Regions from separate parts of the Rattus norvegicus genome. Here region 1 is linked to region 2. The links are chromatin contacts, called in public Hi-C maps. All regions are on one chromosome and are shown on one strand. The core of a region is the stretch at or near the end of the contact, and the rest is flanking DNA. Distances in the headings are between cores, read along the strand shown. Region 1 has its middle 42 kb from the start of Zfp365. Region 2 holds the start of Rtkn2 (rhotekin 2).

Region 1 (5,472 bases), core at 2,459-4,958, 100 kb after region 2:
TCTATGTATCTATGTATCTATGTATCATCTATCTATCTATCTATCTATCTATCTATCTATCTATCTATCTATCTATCTATCTGTGATCAGGTCTTACTTACTATACATTCCAGGCTGATCTTGAACTAGCAGCAATCCTCTTCCCTTAGCCCACTGAAAGCTGAATGCAGGCGGGATATCACTTGCTTCCCAAGATTTCTTTTTCTAAACAATAGCAGGGGAAAGCCCTCCTCACTGAAGTTCAACGATGTCATATACTTAGAATATAAAGCTTACCCCCCAAACATTAAAAAAAAAATCCTTCCATTTGAACTTCCCATGACACTCATACGTTTTTCTAAACTTTATTTAAATTTTATTTACTATTTAATTTTTTAGGCTGGGTAGCCTCAAGCGTGGCTATGTATCCGAGGATGACCTTGAATTTCTGTTCCTCCAGGCTCTGTCTGCCTCTTGAGTTACGGGACTGTGGACATGCACCACTAGCCTTGTTTACGTGGTGCTGGGCTCAAACACAGGGCTCAGCACCTAGGAAAAGCACCATCAATTCTATCAACTGAGCTGCGTCCTCAAGTTCCTTTTTGGGTTTTAGGATGTAAGTTTTATAGGGCATAAAACCAAAACCCCAGGTAAAGCTCGAAATGCTAGTTTAGTGACAACTCTTCAAAACAATCATTCGTTTGTGTGCGCACACGCGTGTGTATGTGTGTTGTCACACAGGTATGGAAATGGGAAAGAGCAAATGGTGCCAGGGAAGTCCATGGGCACATGGGCTCACCTGTGGAACTTGCTGAGCGAATCACAAGGACTATTTTTCTTTCTACTTCAAGACCAGGCAGAAGACATCTGACAAACAAGACACAGTATGACAATCGAGGTGTGGCCTTAGGTGTGCTTGAGAGTGAGCCGACTGAGTGGCTGCCACACCTGTTTTGACAGAATCGATAATGGGGACTAAGCATCTAATCATGTCTTTTTGCTGCTGGTTTTAGTTGCCGTTCGGGATATAATTATAGTGTTTCCCTTTTAACTAGCTCATAATGTGTTTGGCCAAAGGGAAAAAAAAATAGAACAGTTGGTAAAAAGTCATGGGCTTTACCATCTGTCTCTATCACGTTTTCCTGGTCTCCTCTGCAATGGCTCTGCCTGGAGACTGGCTACTCTATTACAAATAGGTCAGATCTATTGATTTTGGCCAGCAGCTCTAGACTTAGAAAAACACATTGACTTTTCCGCTCTTTCCAATTACTTGTGAAATTATTAGCAAGCGATAATGTTAATTATAAAAACAACTTGTCTTGGATAACCTTCCAGCATCTTCTTTACACAGACAAGTATATATAAACGTATAAAAACATGTCAAACTCATATGGAGCCTCAGACACACACATACATCATACATACATACATACAATACACATGTGTGTGTATACACATACATGTATACGATTCTTGTTTCACTTTACACTATTTTTTTCAACACATTTCCATATCAGTGAGTAGAGATCTTTCTGCTTCTTTTAAAAGCAGTGACATAATCCACATCTTTATACCTGTTACGTGCTATATAAATATGACCTAATATATGTCTTTGTACCTGTTACTTCCACATTACTTTTCAAATTTACACACTGTGTTTTCAATGGTAGCGGTTACTATAGCTAGTGTAGATCATGGGACTTAACAGAGTTTGTATTTAGGATAAACCTCTAGGTTAAAATGTACACGTGAGCTTGCAGAAGGCAATGTTTGCTGCACACAAGCAGGAAGACCCATGTTCGATCCCTAGAACCCACTTTAAAAGCGGGGCTTGGTGGCAGGTACCTGGGAGATGGAGACAGGAAAATGTCCGTGGCTCACAGGCCCGGAAGTCACTGGCCCAGAAGCCTTGTCACATCAGTAAGATCCAGGCCAATGAGACTCCCTGTCTCAAACAAACAAATAAACCCACAGTAGATATCAAAAGATTGACACTTGAAATTGACCTTTGGCCTCTAAACACATACACATGAGCACCTATATATCCATGATCTCTCTCTCTCTCTCTCTCTCTCTCTCTCTGTCTCTGTCTCTCTGTCTTTCTCTCTCTCTCTCTCCCTCTCTCTCTCCCTCTCTCTCTCCCTCTCTCTCTCTCTCTCACACACACACACACACACACACACACACACACACACACACAAGGTATGTGTAATGCCATGATCTTTCATCAATGAGAACGAAGCAAAACAGGACAAACTTTGGAATATAAGAATGGGATTTTAAACATTAAATGGGACCAATGGCATTTCTGCAATTAGTACGCCTATTTGATCCAATTTTGCAGAACTGTCAATGTTCAACATAATAGAGAGGCCAGTGCTAGTCGAATGACAAAGGGTGGAGAAGTTTGAAAGAGCCAATTCAGAGACAGTTAAAGGTCAGGATGGCTTCCAAATACGTCAGTTAGTAAGGTCAAAAAGACTCATTGGGAACAACCTTGCTTTAAATCATAGGAAAAAGCATCTGTCTCCAGAACATTCTATTTTAAATGTCTTTTGGAAAAAAAATATTTACTTACATGTTTATCCTATGTGTGTGCCCAAGCCTGTGTGTGTATCATATGTCTGAAGTACCCTAGGAGGCCAGAAGAGGGTGTCAGAGTGTCTTGAGCTTACAAGTGGCTGTGAACAGCCAGATGTGGGTGCTGTGAACTGACCCTAGGACCTCTGGAGGAGCAGTGTGCCCCCTTAGCCACCAAACTGTGTCTACAGCCCCTTAAACATTTATTTTTTATTTCTAGTTTTTTATATGTGTGTGCATGTTCATGCAGAGGCCAGAAGAGGGTGTGAGATCTCCTGGAACTGGAGTTGTGCACCTTTGTGAATTGTCCAAGAGAGGTGGGAACCACATTTAGGTCCCCTGGAAGAGCAGAAAAATGCTCGCAAGCACTGAGCCATCTCTCTAGCCCTAGCACATTCCGTTTTAAACCCTAAGATTTACTTCAAGCACTCTCCTAGTAAGCCCAGATTTGGCGCTCTGTCTCCAGTCATTACAAGGCTTAACGAGTCTAAGAATGTGATCCAGGAAAACCTCTCAACACTCTGTGTTTCCTCCAAAGGCCCAGATTAGCAGGGGAATCAAGCCAAAAAGAAGTACACTTTGCTGAGTATGAGCTACTCCACAGAGAGGCTTGATCTAAGTTCATCTGAGACTTCTCCAAAGAGGAATTAAACGGGTTGAACTGGGGAGGTGGTTTCACTGACAGAATGCTTTTCTATCGTGCGTGAAGCCCCTGGTTCCATCTCCAGTACCACACAACCTTGGTGTAGTGGCACATACTGGAATCCTTGGGAGATGGAGGTGGGGCGGGATATCAGAAATTGAAGGTCACTCTTGCTTACCTAATGCGTTTGAGGCTAGCCTGGGCTACGGAAGACCCGGCTTTAATCAAACAAAACCAATAACAATGACAACAAAAAAGTAAATAAACACACACACACACACACACACACACACACACACACACACACACTCAAACCCAAATACCCAAGGGGTACATAAAAGGGCCAAGATAACTCCACTAGAGCTTGTGAGTTACTGAAGTCACTAAGGAGTTTTTGGAAGCCCCAGAAGTTGGGTTCCGAAAGTGACTTCCTTCAGACAGTAGATGACTCACTGACTTTGGCCATCACGGCTGCTGATTCACCTGCTCTCAGCTCGGTTGCATAACAATTGGGGCTGGCGGGATATTTCGGTCTGTTGATTTCAAGTGTCAAGCCTTTAGTATGCACACACTAACTCTGATGTCCTTCTTGGGAAAAGCTCCACAGTGCTCATGCGCAGGTGAAGGCTCCACATTGCTCATGCGCAGATGGCCTTGGGAACCGACAGCACAAGAGAAATGCCTCTCAGTTGCTGCTGCTGCTGAGAGGAACTCGCTCTGAGCACCTCATCATCTTCTTTACCCACCTAGAGCTGAAATGGTCCTGATGGGAATCCAAAGTGGAATCCAGGAGCCCCAACAGAGGACCAAGGAGTGTCCCAAGATGTCACTTACAGGCTTCATTTTTAAAACCCAAAATCCAGTGTGGGCCTCAAATATACTGAGGGTGGAAATCTGGTTACTTCAGAAATAGGGGGTATTGAGAATAGTCAGCCTAGAGTTTCCTTGGAAATACTAAGGAAGTAGAACCACAGTGGGGAGTTCCCAATCCTCTCGTTCTCACTCTGTGTGTTCAGTGTAGACGACGACTCCTCCTCCTCCTCCTCCTCCTCCTCCTCCTCCTCCTCCTCCTCTTCTTCTCCTTCTTCTTCTCCCCTTCCTCCTCCCCCTTCCTCCTCCTCCTCCTCCTCCTCCTCCTCCTCCTCCTCCTCCTCCTCCTCCTCCTCTTCTTCTTCTTCTTTTTCTTCTTCTTCTTCTTCTTCTTCTTCTTCTTCTTCTTCTTCTTCTTCTTCTTCTTCTTCTTCTTCTTCTTCTTCTCCTTCTCCTTCTTCCTCTCCTCCTCCTCCTCTTCCTCCTCCTCCCCCTCCTCCTCCTCCTTTTTCTTCTTCATAAAATGGAAAATGGGTGGACCTGGTCTGGCGAGATGGTCGGTGTACTGGCTGGTTGTGTGTGTGTCAACTTGACACAAGCTGGAGTTCTTGCAGAGAAAAGAGCCTCCCTGAGGCTCCCTTCAAACTGTAAGGCATTTTCTCACTCAGTGATCAAGGGTGGGAGGGCCCATTGTGGGTGGTGCCATCCCTGGGCTGGTGGTCTTGGGTTCTATAAGAAAGTAAGCTGAGCAAGCCAGGGGAACAAGCCAGTAAGCAACATCACTCCACGGCCTCTGCATCAGCTCCTGCTTCCTGACCTGCTTGAGTTCCTGTCCTGACTTCCTTTGGTGATGAACAGCAATGTGGAAGTGTAAGCTGAATAAACCCTTTCCTCCCCAACTTGCTTCTTGGTCACGATGTCAGTGCAGGAACAGAAACCCTGACTGAGACAGTGGGCAATTCAAAGAAGCAGATACAGAAGACTTGCAGAAGACTTGAATCCAGTTCCTTCATGTTGGGCAGCTCAGAACTGCCTTTAACTCCAGTTCTAAGGGGATCTGAGTTTCTCTTCTAGACTCCTCAAGGGCACCTACATGCAGAAGTGCACACACTTACCTTTAAACATACATACATACACACACACACACACACACACACACACACACACACACGGAAACAAATCACAAAAAGAGGAATGGCGGGGGGTTGGGGATTTAGCTCAGTGGTAGAGCGCTTGCCTAGCAAGCGCAAGGCCCTGGGTTCGGTCCCCAGCTCCGAAAAAAAGAAAAAAAAAATAGGAATGGCGGATGTAGGAGAACTTCCAGATTAAAACGGAAGGTGCTTGAAGAGCTGTTAGTTCCAGATGTCTACCCAAGCTTCAGTTTCTTCATTTGGTAAAGGGTTGCGTACCTAGACCGACATTTCCCAAACTTCCTTGAACGAGAACATCTCGCGGAGAAC
Region 2 (5,336 bases), core at 1,385-3,884:
CACACAAGTACAGGATGTGTGCTGTGTGTATGTGTAAGATTTGTGCATACAAATACAGGATGTGTGTATGTGTGTGTGTGTAAGATGTGTGCACACATAAGTACAGGATGTGTGTGTATGTGTAAGGTGTGTGCACACAAGTACAGGATGTGTGTATGTGTGTGTAAGGTGTATGTGTAAGGGGTGTGTGTAAGACAGGTGTGTGTGTGTGTGTGTGTGTGTGTGTGTAAGACACAGGCACATAGATACTTACCATTTCGTAGTACTTATGTGATGGTCAGATAGCAACTTTGGGGAGCGTTCTCTCTCTCTAGCTCAGGTCCGCAAGACCAAGCTCAGGTCACCACCCTGTACGGCAAGCATGTTTACCTCAGCAGTCCTAATCTCTGACTCTTAAACAAAATTCTACGTACCGAAGAACTGTTGAACTGTTTATGTACAGGAAAAAAAATTAACACTAACCATGGTAGGGAACTGTGGAGAAATGGGATTCGTGTTCTGGGAACACTTTATAAGGACGAACTGTTTCTACTCAAACTACATTTCCGCTTGCAGGTTTTTTGTTTGTTTGTTTGGTTGGTTTTTTTTTTTTTTTTTTTTTTTTTTTTTTGGTAGGAGCTTAAACTTTACCAGGAAGACCGGCTAGGTGCTCGGAGGAGTAGGACAAAGGGATGTAGTAAAAACAGTCATCTCTCGAGCCTACACACCTGCCATCCAGAGGCTACCAAGCCCCACAGGCATTTCAGCCGTTCTGCAGCTATGGAAATTAGACTCAGAACGATGCCTGGGTTATTGAGAATTACACAGCAGAATGGGATCTGACCCCAACCTCACTCCAAAACCAACACTCAGTGCATGAAGAGTCGGAAACACCCCCCCCCCCCCGGGCTGAAGCAGAGTGCAAACCACTAAACCTCTGGTCTCATCCTGTTAGATCACAGACTTCATTTGGGGGGAGGGGACGAGTACCAAATAGAAATGCAATGCTAAGTCAAGTCTAAAATTCTGCTCCTGACTCGACTATTCCTGTGAGGTTGAAACCAGTTACTATGTCGTTGTTTATTTGCAAAACCCAAACAAAAGCCAGTTCTACACTTTAATTATTTTGATATTATGCTTAGAAATTGCTATCTTGCCATATTTACATAAACAAGCCTTAATATATTTGCTATATATACCAGCGGCTTTGTCATCCTCTCTTCTCTACCATCCTTAAATGTCACTGTCGCACACACTAATAAGCACACTTGGATGGCCACATCAGCACTCACAGGATCCCTACGGGAAACTCGACAGATCTTCATTCAGTTCGGTAAAAGTAGAGGCTGTGATGACAATCAACGTAGGAATGGGATGTGGCTCAGGTGATCTAGGGCTTGCCTAGAATGCACAAGGCACTGGGTTAGACCCCAGCTCCGCTCCACAAAAGTCAGGCTTGGTGGGGCACTCCTATAAACTCCACAGTAAGAAAGTAGAGGCAAGCGGAGCCTCAGGAGTTCAAGGCTACCTTTAGAAAAGACAACCAGGACACCCAGAATACACAACAAAATAAGAAGAAATACTTCACAAGAGAGTTGAAAGTTTTCTGTATGTTACTGGAAAACAGGTCCTATGATTACTAATACGGTTTGCAGAATAACTTGAAGCCTGGCTCAACTCTCCAGAGAATTACAGAGGGCTTTCTAACAAGGCAGTAGAAATTCTGTGAACCTGCAGTCTTCGTCTAGATAGAATTACTATTATACTTCAGGAGCCGGTAAGAGGTGAAAATTAAAACGGAAATGAAGATGGAGCTAAAAAGGGCATAAGGGTCTTCTTTTAATTAAAGTGCTAAAATAATGAACAGAAAGTATACTTTTAACTCTTGACTGGGGTTCCCAAGAAATACTCTCGACAACACTAAAATGTAAAAGGTTTTGAACACATCTAAAGATGGCTAAACAACAAACAAACAAACAAACAAAACCAACCAAACAAAAAAACCCCACTGGATTTATTTGCAACTCAGTGTTTTTTCCTAGTATTTGTTCAAGAATCCACGTTTAAACTTACACCTTCCTGGAAAGCTAAGAACATGCCTTTTGAGCGTCCACCCCGCGGTCACCCCACAGTCTGATGCTTGCCCACATCGCTGAAAGCAGCACCTTGCACTAGATGCCCAGCTGCGTAGGCTGCGAAGACACTGGGAGCAAACCGGGGACCGGCTCCCGGGGCATCACCTCCTCTGCAAGCCTAGGAAGACCCGCAGGTGGGAAGGGCCCCGGCGTCCTCCTCCAGCCCCGGCCCTCGCTCTCCTCCTCGGGTGCAGCCTACAGGCGTGCAACGCCACGGAGCTCGCCCGGCTCCGGATCTCGGTCCAGGCTGCCACTCTCCAGTCCCGGCCTCGCTCACCTGCTGCGCGGCGAGGCCCCTCAGCAGCTGCCCTTCCATTTCGGCGCACGTCAACCACGATTTGAAAAGCGCGCCCCGGGGCTGCAGCTGCAGACCGCACCAACCGCTCGGCCGTACCAAGTCCGAGCTGCAGGGGAACCCGGCCCACGACGCCGCGCAAGCGCACTAGGGTCCGCTCCGTCTCTAGAACAGCACGAGACCCGAGGACTCTGCACAGACCCTCTGCTACAGCCGGCCTTAAGCAAGGGCGGGGAGTGGGCGGAGCCTGGATATGCGGTGGGCGGGGTTTGAATAAGAGCGGGCTCGGATGGGTGGGGTCTGTGGTGGGTGGGGCCTGAACTAAGAAGACCCTCATGGGTAGGCTGGACCAGAGCGGAGTGGGTGTGTTTGTGTCTGTCAGTGGGCGGGGCCCCAGCCAGTGGGCGTGGTGGAGTCTTAGAGAAGGTCTCCCTTTAGAAGCCTCAAACAGGTGGTTTTCTTGTCAGGTTTCTTCTTGCGTCCTGCTTGAAGTTCTTTAAAGGAATGGACTGACTGGACCTCACAGACCAGTCAGGGATGTAAGACCCCATTATCTGTCTCTCAAACATGGTTTCACCCAAAGATCATGCTCTGAAAGGCTGGGTGGGGAGACAGGCACCATATGAGACATTTTGCGAGTACTCCCCCTGGGTTTGTCTACATCTAAAGTGACAGCAAACAAATGTGCAGAAGCCTGGTCGTTAGCACGGGCTTTTATTAAGAGAGAGGAGGGGGAGATGCTGAAATGCTGAACTCGAGGCCTTAAGCATGACAAGATATTTGTTCACCACTGAGCTAACCAGTTTAGACTTTTAATTAGAGGATGTCCACACCCCTGTAAAGTGTTTAAAATTATCCCTTGGCATATCTTGTACCGGAAATGTGAAGGGCTTTGGACGTTTTCCTCCTGAGGGAAGACTCTACCAAATCAACCTCCTACCTCACCTCATTAAAGACCTGGGCAACACTCCTTCTATAAACAGTCTGGCCCTGTTTATTTTGGGGACATCCTTTCTTGGGTATGTTGTCCCAGTGGTCCCCCTATCTTCCACTTGTTCCAAGGTGAACTTTAAATGATATGGCCGTCTTGCTCACAGACCTCCTTGTTAAGGCAGTCAATTGAATGGTGTACTTCTTAAAAAGAAATCGAGTGTGTCAGTGAGATGGCTCAGCAAGGAAAGGTACCTACGTAATGCCAAAGCTCCTGACCTGAGTTCCAATTCCCAGTGTCCAATGGTGGAAGGACAGAACCAACTCCCCAAAGTAATGTCCATGTGCACCAGGATGTGGGCATACCTCCCCCAAACACTGAACACAGACACACGCACACACACACACACACACACACACACACACACACACACACACACGGGGCGGGAGAGAGAGATGCATATCCATATATATTATATATATAATTATCCATATATGTATATATGTATATATATGTATATATGTGCATATATGTATATGTATATATGTATATATATGTGTGTATATGTATATATATATAAAATTCCTTCCTCTCAAGTGGATAATTGCCTAGTTGAGAACCTCTGGACTAGATGATTCTAGAAGCTGCTGCCCAGTTAGGAGTGATTTTCCTCTTACTTTAGCAGCCCGTAATGACCCACAATTGTAAAGTAGGTGAAACTCAAAATTACCAACGCCCACCTCACCCAGGTGTCTCCAAACACGGGTCTGAATTCCATTCCCGTGAAGTGCCCTTTGACCCAGCGCACGGGTCTCTTGTGCTGCTCCTTTGTGATGTAATTAGCTGCAGGAGCCGGGCATCACGCCTGACACACAAATGAAGACGTACACACGGTAAATGAACTGTACACAGAGAGCTCATCGTCAGACTCACAGCATTTACCCTGTAACACACACAGCGCTCAGACTCAGACCAAAGCGCCTTGAGAGAGAAAACCAAAAAGGTGACCGGTTTCAAAGTGAGCACCGATGTGAAAATGGATGAGTATTGCAGGATTAATAATCCTAGGAAGAAATCTAGAAGAGGCTGTGTTTGGTACTTACCTATAGACTATAGGTAGTTGCCATTAAAGACCTTTCTCTTTGCAGAAGAAATGATGTGGGACTATCTCTTTCTAAGGCATCCGGGGATGTGTCCCGGAAGTGCTGAAGCTAGATCCTGTCCTAGCTGGTGATTAAAGTGTCTCAGAATAGGGTTTCTGTTTCCTTATTTATCCCTAGGCATTTTGTTTTGTTACTGCTGATTTCATCAAACATAGTTCTCTTTGATGTCTGTAATGATGTCTGTAAAAATAGAAGCAGCCATCAAAACACCACAAGCTTAAAGGGCGGTGGCTGAGGATGCACCCCACTTAGCAAGATGGTTGCCTGCACAAGGTCCTGAGTTCATCTCCCAGCATGGCTTCTACTGGGCGTGGCGCTACATGGGGGGAAACCTAGTACACCAGAGATAAGGGCGAGACAATCAAAAGTTACAAGTTATCCTTGCCTACAAAGAGAGTTGAGGCTAGCATGGGCTACAGGAGACACAGTCAAACATAAAATAAAGTAGGTTAAAGAGCTCACAAGAAGTAGTTGTATTCATTTGAGAATTTATTCATCGAGCGAAGTCATTGTTTTACAACTAGCAAGTATCATTTTTAAGTGTTTGGGAACTAAATCGAGGCATCCTTCAATTCTCCTCAGGCTCTCTGAGAACATGTTAGATAGCCACCCATCCACCCATCTGCCCAGGTTTGCTTCAGCTGGAGGTTGAATGATGGGATTATTACTATGATATCATTGTATAATACCCTTACCAAACGGGCATTATTTAGATTAGCTATATTGAGGTTAATTCATAATTAAACAGAAAGTGATAGAAACAAAGCAACTAAATAACACAGTAAGTGTCAAAAAGTCTGTTTTCCTGTATTCTTCTTAATTTTCACAGGCTT

The links. A called contact is a pair of places that touch in the nucleus more often than the background predicts.
Region 1: a Hi-C map of the A7r5 cell line shows a contact between it and region 2, with 4 times the contacts expected there. The contact joins the enhancer-like site here to the promoter of Rtkn2 in region 2. A contact is called at or near these places in 12 of 12 Hi-C or Micro-C datasets (the A7r5 cell line, the Rat2 cell line, Schwann cells and 7 more) and 1 of 1 datasets of contacts at active chromatin or transcription factors (oligodendrocytes).

The regions. Positions count from the first base shown.
Region 1 is chr20:20,704,688-20,710,159 of GRCr8, forward strand. No RefSeq gene overlaps it. Among named protein-coding and RNA genes, the nearest start is that of Zfp365, 42 kb to the left of the region's middle. Within about 2 kb of position 3,709, at least 12 of the 93 cell types and tissues checked have an H3K27ac peak or open chromatin away from gene starts, as enhancers often do. A contact at or near this core is called in the A7r5 cell line, where this site is marked.
Region 2 is chr20:20,606,228-20,611,563 of GRCr8, forward strand. It overlaps Rtkn2 (rhotekin 2), which reads right to left and starts at 2,635. Exons shown (of 12, transcript NM_001107625.2): 1 at 2,392-2,635. The coding sequence starts at 2,430. LOC134483792 (a long non-coding RNA gene) reads left to right here. Exons shown (of 3, transcript XR_010060805.1): 3 at 1-551.